2 separate regions of the Danio rerio genome follow, and region 1 is linked to region 2. A link is a contact called in public HiCAR-type data. All regions are on one chromosome and are shown on one strand. The core of a region is the stretch at or near the end of the contact, and the rest is flanking DNA. Distances in the headings are between cores, read along the strand shown.

What was found. HiCAR-type assays count read pairs that join an accessible place to other places.
Region 1: a HiCAR-type map of caudal fin shows a contact between it and region 2, with 5 times the contacts expected there. The contact joins the promoter of zgc:77262 here to the promoter of ppp1r14ba in region 2. A contact is called at or near these places in 2 of 18 Hi-C or Micro-C datasets (both in embryo) and 2 of 4 datasets of contacts at active chromatin or transcription factors (caudal fin and embryo).

The regions. Positions count from the first base shown.
Region 1 is chr21:30,247,682-30,253,297 of GRCz12tu, forward strand. It overlaps zgc:77262, which reads right to left and starts at 4,136. Exons shown (of 2, transcript NM_205654.2): 1 at 4,075-4,136; 2 at 351-2,934. The coding sequence starts at 2,853. The coding sequence ends at 1,858.
Region 2 is chr21:30,078,602-30,085,017 of GRCz12tu, forward strand. It overlaps ppp1r14ba (protein phosphatase 1, regulatory (inhibitor) subunit 14Ba), which reads right to left and starts at 1,499. Exons shown (of 5, transcript NM_001045853.1): 1 at 1,361-1,499; 2 at 1,029-1,225. The coding sequence starts at 1,220.

The DNA of each region.
Region 1 (5,616 bases), core at 2,886-5,385, 170 kb after region 2:
AAAGAAGCAACAAAATCCAAGGTGAAATGATACTTACCTTTACTTTTAACTCACCCATCTTGATGAGACACACAAAGCAGCTACAGTCATTGGGGAAAAAAGGGAGTATCAAACATTCATTCATCTGGGCCAAGAGTCATGGTGGAACTAAACAAAGACAGAAATTTACTAAATCCTCTGGCCTTTTGTATATGAAAGGTTCAGGCGGAAAGTGCAGTTTTAATGCGAATCTATTTGGCACTTTACATTACACATGAGTGATCAAGTCAAAGGACATTTGTTTTAAACGAATGATAACGTGAGCGAGTGAGACATGAGGTAGAAATTACAGAGACTCGACATGAAAAACGTTGCGTCTAAATCAGTCGAAATTTTATTCAGGCGGCAAGATGACAGCGACTGGTAGAACATGAATCTGTTTTCATAGTTTTTTAATCAAAACAAACAACGAACCTGCTCGAGAGGACAGTATGAGAATGAGAGCGGTTTCGAGTGAACAGTCGAGAAAACAGGCTTCTTTCTTTTTTTAACAAACGTACAGTTTAAACAGAAGTGTACGCAAACAATAGGTAAACAGCAGTAGTACAAGTAGAACAGGAAACAACTGTTGAGTGTTCAGTAATTTTTCAATAACAAGCACGTCCATTGTTAATGTGAAGTCTTTAAAAACTTTCTGCGGAGTCGGCAAATCAACTATTTGTCGAATACAACGAGATCTAGAAATACAATGTAAGAATTGCACTACAGATTCAACGCCGGTTTTAATTTTATTAGGCGGCAGGTTGTCGTTCGCTTCCTTTGACCGGTGGAGCTTTTCCTAGGATGCGGCTGCGGATCCGAACGTTGAACGGCTGGTGGATGCGGTGTGATTGGTTAGCCGGTAGGATGTGATTGGTTGATCAGTCAGTTAGCATACAACTCCGCCCACAACCACCTCTTTACCCATTTCCTCTCTGTTCCTTCCCACTGGTCTCACATCCTCAACATTACTTCTAACAACACAATAGTAAGTTCATTTGCCTACATCTAGGTAATCCAGAGAACAGCTTCATAAAAAAGAAAATTATAGAAATAAATGAAAAAAAATTTGATAGAATTTGGTTACTGGGACAAATTTTTAAAAATTATTATTATATTAATTATTCCAAAATGAATTGACTAACGCATGGGTCTCAAACTGGATTCCTGGAGGGCCGCAGCTCTGCACAGTTTTGCTCCAACCCTAATCAAAAAGCTGATCCAACTAATCAAGTTGTTCAAAAGAGTCTCAAACACCTTGATTAGTTGGATCAGCTGTGTTTGATTAGGATTGGAGCAAAACTGTGCATAGCTGCGGCCCTCCAGGAATCCAGTTTGAGACCCATAAACTCAAAAACCGCAAAAGACTCTGACAACACTTAAATACTCCAAAAACCAAACAGAAATAAACAGGTTAACATTCAGTACGACCAATATCCTGTAGAACAGACTATGCTATTCTATGTAATGCAAAAAATATGTGTATTTATATATATTTTCAAGCAATCTTTAGTTTTTTAGAAGTACATGCCAGAGTAAAATGAATGAAAATGTCATTTGCTTAAACTAAACAAAAAAACGATAAGACTGGCAAATATAGGACATCATAACATGCTATAAAACTCCGAAACACAGATGCATTTAACTTCCTATTTGCTGTTTCTTCATTGGGTGGAGGCAAATCTATTATTACAGTATTAGCTGATTGACCCGTTATCTAAAATAGCTACAACTATCACAGAATATTACAAAAAATATTCACCCCTAACTCCCTGAAGGTACGCCCCTTTTAGTTTACTCAGCTCTCCACAATAAAAAGGGACGGACAGACTTCAATGCTTAGTAGCTACGGCCGAAGCCATTGCTGTACTTGTCCTCCATATAATCATCCTTATCAAAGCCTGAGCCAACGGAGTAGCGCTGATAGTGGGAGGAAGGGGCACTAGGAGGAGGGGGGGCTGAGCTAGCACCATTGCGGGCGAAACTGCGGGCAAAGCCCGCAGGAGGTGGTGGAGGGGGAGGTGGAGGCAGGAGAGAGCGGCGACCACCGAGAGGGCTGCGTTCACGGTAATAGCGACTGGCGACAGGAGGTGAGACCGGCCGTTGAGGAGGCGGAAGGCGCCGGTCATAAGGATCCCGATCGTAAAAACGAGGGGATGGAGGGGCGTATGGGTCATGGCGGAGGCTCCTCTCGTACGGATCACGCTCATAGTAGGAGCGGGGCGGTGGCGGTGGGAGAGGAGGAGGCGGTGGAATTCGGCCACGAGGCGGATAGTAGTCACGGGGTGGCGGGCGAGGGGGGAGAAAGTGAGGATGGTCGTGCGGGTGGGGTGGATAGTGAGGTGGAGGAGGAGGATAATAGTCCTCCCCTCGGCCGTTTCTGGATGGATTACTGCGCGAGAGGGACACAAAGATCTTTTGGCCATCCACTTTGGAGTGGTTAAGCTTTGCGATGGCATCCAGAGCCTCGTTTTCCCTCTGCATGTGAACGAATGCATAATTCTTCACGATATCGCATTCCACCACCTTGCCGAATGGCTGGAAGAGCTCCTTAATTTTGGCAGCGGCAACGCCTTCGGGGACATTGCCCACGTAGATCTTGGTGGCATTGCGTACCTTGGTGGTGGCATACTCAACAGTGATGCGGGAGCCGTTGACCTCATGCTTGTGCAAAGCGGAGACGGCCTTCTGCGCAGCCTCTTCTTCATCCATGTGCACAAAGCCATAATTTTTCAGAATGTCACAGTCAGACACTGCGCCGTACTTCTCGAATAAAGCACGGAGCTCATCTTCTGTGGTTGCTGAAGCTACATTGCCAACAAATATCTTCACCATTTTGAATGAGAAGAACAGCGGTGTGTTTTGGAATCAGTCTTTGGTTGATTTGCACATGTAAGGTCTCAAACAAGCTTCTTCCTGAGGGGAATAAAAACAGTCACATGGTCAGGCAAAATATATGCAAATCAACTTTAGTTTAAGAGAGAAATACAACCTCCCACAATTTCCCTGCTGCTACCGTTCTGCACCCTGCTGCAGTGTTTTTACTTTGATGTATTTAATAATACATTTCAATATACATTACTATATTAATATGACCCTTAAAACTCAGTGGGAGCTTATAAAATTAAACATAGATATTTGTTTATACAGAACCTTTGTTAGTCGTGGAAACAAATTAGGAATTTGTTCCAAAGACGACAATCTTCCACACTTTGTGTGCTAATTAAACATCTTATTTTAGACTAATTTGGTTACAAAAGGTAAACAAATAGCAGAGCCACAATTTAGTAAAACGAGTAAACAGTAATATATCATATCAAAGTCACTGTTCATTATTTGTTCAGTCATTATAGAAACTAACAATTAATACTTGGACAAACTTATTTTCTATCATGACTGAGCAAATGAAGTAATGCACAAACAGTGACTTTAGAGGAGCTAAAGTAAACATATAATACAAGTCAGATCTGAGATACAGTAGAGTTCAAGACTAAACGCGACTGACCAATGAGAATCTCGCGTAAGTCCTTAATAATAATAATCAGCGTTGTTTCACTTTCAGGTTATTATAACGTATGAAGTTCAAACACGGTGCATTGTCTGATTCAATTATTTCACATTGTAATGTTAAACGAGCACAATTTCCGACGAAAATAAATTACTACATATCCTGAACATCTCATTTTAGTCACACTGATCTAAGTATCTCATCTCAATCACACAATGACTAAAGCTTAGCATGCTAATGCTTGTAGCTGTTAGCCTCAGATCTAGGAAGTATCTGAAAAAAATATACATAGGAAAGACTTTGCAGACATTTGTGGGACAGTAACATTTGTTAAAGTAATCATCTTACATTCTAAAATAAATCAGTACATTTATATTAAGATTTTACCGGTTCACATGAGAACAATACTCTGCATTGGATAAGATAGCGCAGCCGAGGGGATATCAGTACTGCGCTCATTTAAACGCTCGTGCCGTACTTATAATGTACTCGACTTTTGAAACCAATCTTGTTTAAACGTATTTAAAGGTATAATTTTTAAAACTCACCTCAAAATTGCTGCTATAGCGCAGACATGGGTGCGCTTCTGTCAATATACGATGACGGCGGGGTCGACGGCTTGTCTGAGGGGTGGGGGAGGGTCATATGCGCCGCGAGCAGTCAGAGTGAGCGCCTCCTAACGGCCGAACCCAAAACCTGACTCAGTTCATTTCGAAGAATCATTTAAAAACGATTCAGTAATCGATGATTATATTTTACGTAATTTCGTCGATACATAATTAATTTCATGAATAGCCCATTTAACATGCTGTTGTGGTGTGTATAATGAAGTGATAGTTGAATTTATTTGTAGTTATCTTTAACCATATTGACTCGCAGAGTCAGATTTGTTAGCCGACTCGGAATGATTCATCACTACAGCAGATGTGCAGAGGTTGCTTCCGGTGTCACTTCTTTCATCCCTTCCTTTCATTGTTGAACTTAATGTAGAGCAAAATGTCGAATTATTTGGACAACACACAACCTACATATACATAAGAGCGTATTTTGATTAAGTACTTCGGATGCTGGAGGTAAAAAATCTAATAATGAATGTGTATAGTATAAATTTAATCGGATGACGCATTAAACAATCATGTCCAACGTGATCAACCAGCAGCTGCATCACTTCACTGCCATTCAAAACCCTCTCGATTGGCCTCATGGTACAGAACAGACAGGGTGTGAATTACATATTGACGGTCAGGGGTGGTCAACTTTTTCAGCAACGTTATTTTGTGCTTCAATTAATCAAATTAAATAACATTTATAGTAAAAATGCAAGGTATTTATAGCATTTTATAGTATATTTATAAGAATAGTTCATGTATTCTGACCTACAATATCCTGTGATTAGCTATTTTAGGGTTTACTGTAGGACAAACTATACAAACTATTCACCTAATTTTACTTTACTTTTAGGCTATATGTAGAAACAAACACCTATTTTAAAAGACAAGTGTTTTGTGAACACTTACCATGTCTGTCGGATTAATTGACGCGTTTATGCATTCACAATGGTAAAATCCATTATAAGGGTGGTCAATTGTATATTTATATAACCTATTATTTATTTAGTAAAATTATTATTTAAGATGCAGATCAGAGCAAATCATCTCTTACTATTAAGACTATAGATGCCCAAACTAGGGCCCGCGGGCCAAAGTTGGCTCATGGTAACCTTTGATTTGACCCGACATCCCATCAGAGAGGGCAAAGGTTGGGCCAAATGCCTTTTTACAGAGATCTTCATGTCTAATTTAATTTTCTTTCTTTCATTGAGCAAAAAAGCAAACTGAAAATAAATGTTGTGCATAAATCAGATTTCTAAAAATGTAAATGCTGTCACTTGAAGATAGAGGACAACACACAAGACATTGATAAGCAAATCAATAAAAAGTTGTAAAAGAAATCAATAAAAATGTAAAAAGCAAATCAAACTTTTTATTTATTTTTATTTCATATAATTTGAGTTTGCTTTTTATTGATTTGCTTATTATAATCAAAAGAAATGTATATATGTCACTTATACTTATACAGTAACTTCAGCC
Region 2 (6,416 bases), core at 249-2,748:
CATAACCTGTGGGATTCAGATGACATTTCACAGGTTCGACAATGCATACTTTTATTTTCTTCTTCCTCCTCATTATTGAAATGTCACCATACTGTGTTGGGCTATAATCTGACATCAGAAACCATTTGTCAGTGGAAAACTTATCACAAGTCAGCAGGCTCTTAAACAAATCCAACGGATTCAGTATGTCAATCAGACAAAGCGAGATTTTAGCTCAGGATGAGGCCTACCGCTGGGCTGAAGAGAGCATTCACAGGAGAAAAAAAAATCTCATTTTCAAGAGCTGCCTAGTTTTACACCACATATAATCTAGGTCAGTTATATTAGCCCTGGAGGTTAAGTCAAGCTCAGAGTGAAGCATGCTTTGCATGTCTGAACAGATGACATCATCACAATGGCTAAAAGGGTGATTCCAAACATCCCAGGGGTCTGAAACTAAGAAATAATAAAATGCATCCTGACCTACTGTATATGTATGCATATTAAATAGACATGATAACCCCATTCAGAGAAATCTTGGGATTTGTGCACGTGTAGATATAAAAATATTAGAATTGAAATCTATGTCTTTGTTCCTGCAACTAGAGCTCCATCCTGTTATAGAGCTGTCACATTAATAAACGAGGCAAGCCCAAGTTTCGATGAAAAATGAATGGATTCGTTATGATTAAAGACTGCATTATGAATATATGTCTATTTTCTGTACTCGCAGCACCTGTCCATAAGACTCACCTTTGTTTTATGGCTTTGTCTGTTAGTTCTGTAATGCCACGCCCTTCCATGTGCAAACGCAAAACCATAAAATCAGCATCGATTAAAAGTCAACACAAATAAAATAAAATAAATAAAAGATGACATGCTGAAGTTAATAAGCAAGCTATTTATTAGTCAACTATCGCGCTAAATGGACATGACAAATGGAGCGTGAAGAATACCGGTGCACGAGTGCTGCTGGAAAGAAAGAGCTGTCATTCCTGGCAACAAAGGATTGCAGGTTTTGAAAGCAGTGACAGTGTTTTGTGTCCTACCTCGCAGTCGTACAGATTCATTAACTGGCTAACTATCCACTCTTCCAAATTCAGCCTCCTCCTCAGCTCTTTTCTGTCATATTTAACGGTCACTCGTCCTTGCTTCTGTGGCACTTCTTCTTCGGTACCGGGAGGTGTTTGAAAATAGACCCGGGGTTGAGGTGTTGTTTCCGGACTCGTTACCGCTGCCATTGTCCCTAATAAAAAAGCTGAGGTGGATTTAATGGCTTGATTAATAAGAGCATCAATTCAAAAGACAGCTGGTCATGTGCACATCCATTGCATGTTGCTGAAAAAAAGTACCAGGCCCCCTTTTCTTAAATGGAACAGACCTTTAGTTTGCAAGGAGTCCGCCACGGTAGACTGAGATCGGGCATACAAAGAGCTTAGAAAACTGAAGAATTCATTAGACTAATTGTGTGGCCGCGGTTTATCAAAGTCCATCTTCCCCAAATCGCTCCATCAATTGTCACAGAACAGCTTGTGGGCGCCGCCAAGTGTCCGCGCTCAAATACCAGGGATGCCGCACATGAATCGGTCGTTCGAGTCGGTTCTTTTAAGTGGATCAGTTGAAGAGTTCACTAAAATGACTCAGAGTAGCAATCGTGAATAAAAGCTTGTTTCTGGATCTTATGTTCGTATTATAGTTCTGACTTAAAAACAAATTGTCACAAATAAATACATTTTCAAGTTTAAAATTCTCACATGATAAAATGACTAAGCCGGAGGAAAATGAATGAATGAATGTCACACTTTTGACTTTATCTCTAAGAAGTGTATCTCTAAGAACCTCAGCGCTCATATATTTATTTAATATAAAGAGGAAACTTAAATCTGATTATTTTTCCCCTCAACTTTTATATCTTCCAATGCCTTTATTTATTTATTTATATTTATTTATTTGTTTGTTTGTTTTATTTATTTAATGTTGCAGAAACAGCCACTACTACTAATTTATGCTACTTTAGGTGTATTTTACACTATTGCAGAAATAGCAATATGTTGCACCCTATTTTTGGAGACACTGCTCGCTCTGCAGTGAGCACCACTTTTATTTTTTTGCAGTCTATGCTTGCACCTAGGCCTAGACAGACACATTAATCTGAAGTAATGAAGAATCATTTGACTGTTTTACTAAAACTGTAAGCCATGCGTTGATGCCCATGCAGCGACCAGTAACATTAGAATTAAAACTTATTTCAGCAATCTTCTCTAATTGTTATTTAATGGAGAATGCATCAATATCACAAAAAAGGCATTTGAACCACTATTTTGAAAAGACCAGTTCAAAAGAACCGATTCGCGAAAGAGTCGGACCTCCATCACTAATATTACCACCTCTAATCGTTTCCTCAGTTTTTTATGTAGCTGTGTCTGTGGTTCTAAAGTTGATAGATTAATTATTAATATCGGTTTATATAAAGTCACATATAATTATGTCAAGTACAGTTACCTTATCATTATTGTTATGTTATGCATGTATAATAGATGCTGTCTGCGACCCCTCTTTTTTATGTGGACTCTTCCATCTAAACCAAATCTCCTTCGCTCTCACACTTACACTGTGCATTGCGCCTGTGCAAACCAAGTGACCCTCCGACTGTCTCATTTAATCGTAAAATCATCCAACGTTATGTAATTTATTCAACCACAATTGGTTCATTCACTTCAGTAAATAGCCATCATTTCTGCATCAGCTGAATTTGAATGGTTCAACAGCCCTCGGGCAATTTGATTGTCCATTTAGAATGTTCTTTTATGACTATTTTATTATTATGTTTATTTGATTGGGTTATATTTTACTGTTATGGTCATGCATGGCTACTGTAATTCCTTTTTGACGTTAAGCACCATAACTGTGTTTAGTGAAGTGACTACATTTAAATGTATAAAATTAAGTTTAAAAATGTGAAAATACTTAAGGGCGTGGTAAAATTGCTAATGTTTATGCTAATCCTTACTAATGTATTCAATTGAATGAATGTTTAGTCGGTCAAACGTGCAGCGAAATTAGCAGGCTGTAATTGTTATAGCCAACCTAATTTTTTTAAATTTTATTTTTTCTAAATTATGAGATAAAAAAAAAAAAAGAGTATTAATATTTCAATAGGTCAGTATACCTGTACATTATAGTGGAAATCTAGAAGATAAATAAGATGACTAAAATATACTGTCTGTCCTAAAATAAACAATGGGACTTAAGGCTGAAATGTGCACATTTTTGGTAAAGCACTTCAAATCAAACATACATCAATCATTTTTTTTAAGCTGTGTTTTGTTTATTTGTTGTTTAAATTATCTTCAGGCAGTGGTAAATGTTTTAAAGTGTAAATTACGAAATATTCTAATAGAGTCTGTATTTTTAATTGTGGCTGTGTCATTCCAACTAATGTGTTATGAATAATTGTGCCATGCACAACCTCTGATGCCTTCCTGTTTCTGAGCAAAGAGATAAAAGTATCACGGTTTGCTAAACTTTCAGCATTGAACACATATTTGCACAATTTCCTTTCTAAATGCAGAACATGTCAGGATGGTAAAAGCTGATTTTGGGGGCAATTAACCTTTTTCATTTACTGTTACGTGGCTTCACTTTGTTATTTAACTATTATATTTAAATTAATCATTTGATACAATATAATTATTGTGTGGGTAGTGCGGTTGCGTAGTGGGCTGTCGCCTCACAGCAGTGTATGTGTGTGAATGAGAGTTTATGGATGTTTTCCAGTGATGTGTTGCAGCTGGAAGGGAAACCTCGGCATAAAACATACAGTATGCTGGATAAGTTGGCGGTTCATTCCGCTGTGGCGACCCCAGATTAATAAAGGGATTAAGCAGAAAAGAAATAAAATGAATAAATATTTTGTTTTTTGTTGTACTTAAAAGAAAAAGCTAATACATTTGATGATGCATTATTACATACTATTAAGCCTTTTCTAAACTTGAGTTATTTTAATATTATCTTACTGTCATATGATCTTCAAAAAGCTGAAATAAACAGAGACCTCCTCAAATAGATGGAGTAATCCTGTTTTTGTTATTTTTTGTGAAAGGAAAAGGTCACTTATGCTCACTAAAACTTGAATTGATTACAGTTAAATATAATTAAATATTGTCAGATGTCACATATTAAAATTACTGTTTTGTAATAAAGCTGAATGCAATTCATTCATGTGATGCAAAGCTCAACTTTCATTGTAACATATTGATTTTCTGTTCAATAATTCTTATTGAAAACTGCTCAATTTGTTTTTGTAAACACAGTGCTCAGCATATGAGCTTAGCATTTATGAGTAAACCCCTCACAAATCTCTCTTTTAAATTCATATTTTTAATAGGATGCTATACAATATTATATTTGTGTATATACATTAGTCAGTACTGAAGCCATCTGGAGCTTCTAACAAAATAACTTACGATAACGGTCCAAAAACTAGTACACCCACATTTATGTTATTAATTGTATTATCTTTCAATTTCTAATTATGTTTGTTGACAAATAAAATTTTAATAATAATAAATATATCTGTTTTTTTTTATTTAACCAAAATACATACAAATTTATATGTTATAAAAAATATTAAATACAAATTTAAAAAAAGAGGAAAAATTCAAAGAAGCAAAAAAAGTGTTGTTGAAAGAGTGTAAATTGTAAAATGTTTTTGCTATATTTTGCTTGAATTTAAATGTGTTATCTTTTCATTTTAAAAGATGTTTAATAACTAAAGTATTATTTTAATAAATCAATCTGTTAAATAAATTGGTTTGTGTAAATGCACCAAAATGCATTGCCTATGTTCACTGAGAAAGGATAAAAATAATCATTTTCAAAATAGGGTGTACTTATTTATTCTAAACACCGTATGAACACACCTCTCAGAAATCTATCTTTCAAATGAATATTTTCTATAAGATGCTATACGAAATTATGTTTGTGCACATACATTAGATTAGTCAGTATTAATGCCAAATCTGGAGCCTATCTAACAAAATAACTTACAACAACCGTCCAAAACACATGTATATGTTAGCGGAAAATATTGAATAAATTTCTTTTTTTTTTTTACAAAAAAAAAAAAGGAAAAATAAAGAGAATAAAGAGATATCATTTTTTAAATACAAATATATTTCTAAATCTGTTTTGTTAAATGCACCAAAAATATATTACGGATTATCCCTGAGAAATGGGTAAAAATATTATTTTTCAAAATAGTGTGTACTGATGTTCACAGTACTTCCTTTTTTATTCTGGAACAGGCTATGTCGTATTTCTTTTAGATTGCCTGGAAGTTTAAAAAAGTGAAATAAGTTTTAAGGTCATTATTAGCCATTTAAGATCCCCCCCCCCCCCATTCGCAAAAGAACAAACCACTGTTGTTCAATAGCATGTCTAATTAAATAAGCTAATAAATCTAGTTAAGCCCTTAAATTGCACTTTAAGCACAGTACTCGTATACCTTGCAAAATAATACATTATGTTCTGTCATCATGACAGACAAAGCTAATTAGTTGTTTGAAATTATTATGTTATTATGTTTCCGCTAAACAGCACTTGGGAATACTTTAAAAGGAATTAAATATTCACAAACATTGGGGCTTATAATTTTGACTACAATATTTGAGCATTTATTGAAAAAGTTTTTATATATATATATATATATATATATATATATATATATATATATATATATATATATATATATATATATATATATATATATATATATATATCTTCAGATTCACATTTATGAATGAAATCCATCAACAAAAGTACTTTATTAAAAAAAATAAATAAATACTGAGCTCTAGTTCTTGAATGGTAACACTAGATGGCAGTCTGCGATCACTTTATTTCAGTGAAGGGTGTCGAGCGATTCACAATGCTGAGAATGAGCATTATGTAATGCATGTCTTTTGTTTGAAAAAGTAGATGCTTATTTTACAAACGAGAAAGCCATTTGACCAAGATGTCATTCTCAGATGTAACAAGAAAACCATCTTGCATATGCAGATTAAGAACAACAAAATCAATTTGAAAACTTCAAATGCACTTAAACTAATTTGCAACGAATAGGATACAAAAAAAACAACCAGAATCATCGGCTTGGATTTCACTCGAGCCTCTGCTTACAGAACATATTTAACAGCTGTAAAAAGCAAATGCACAAATTAGTGGCTAGGATCCTCTGTAGACTTCAAGGCTCTGTTAATCAGTTTTTACATTTCCTCTGATTTGCTGCTTCCAGGGCAGATCCCGTATGAAATTGCTGCCAAAGAGGCAGTTATCCTTCTTTTTTAATGCAGCATGTAATTGGTTCAGTGGCCCCTGAGTGCCACACAGCGGCTCTGGATTATGAGCTCTGGGTTCTGTGGGCCTCAATCACACCC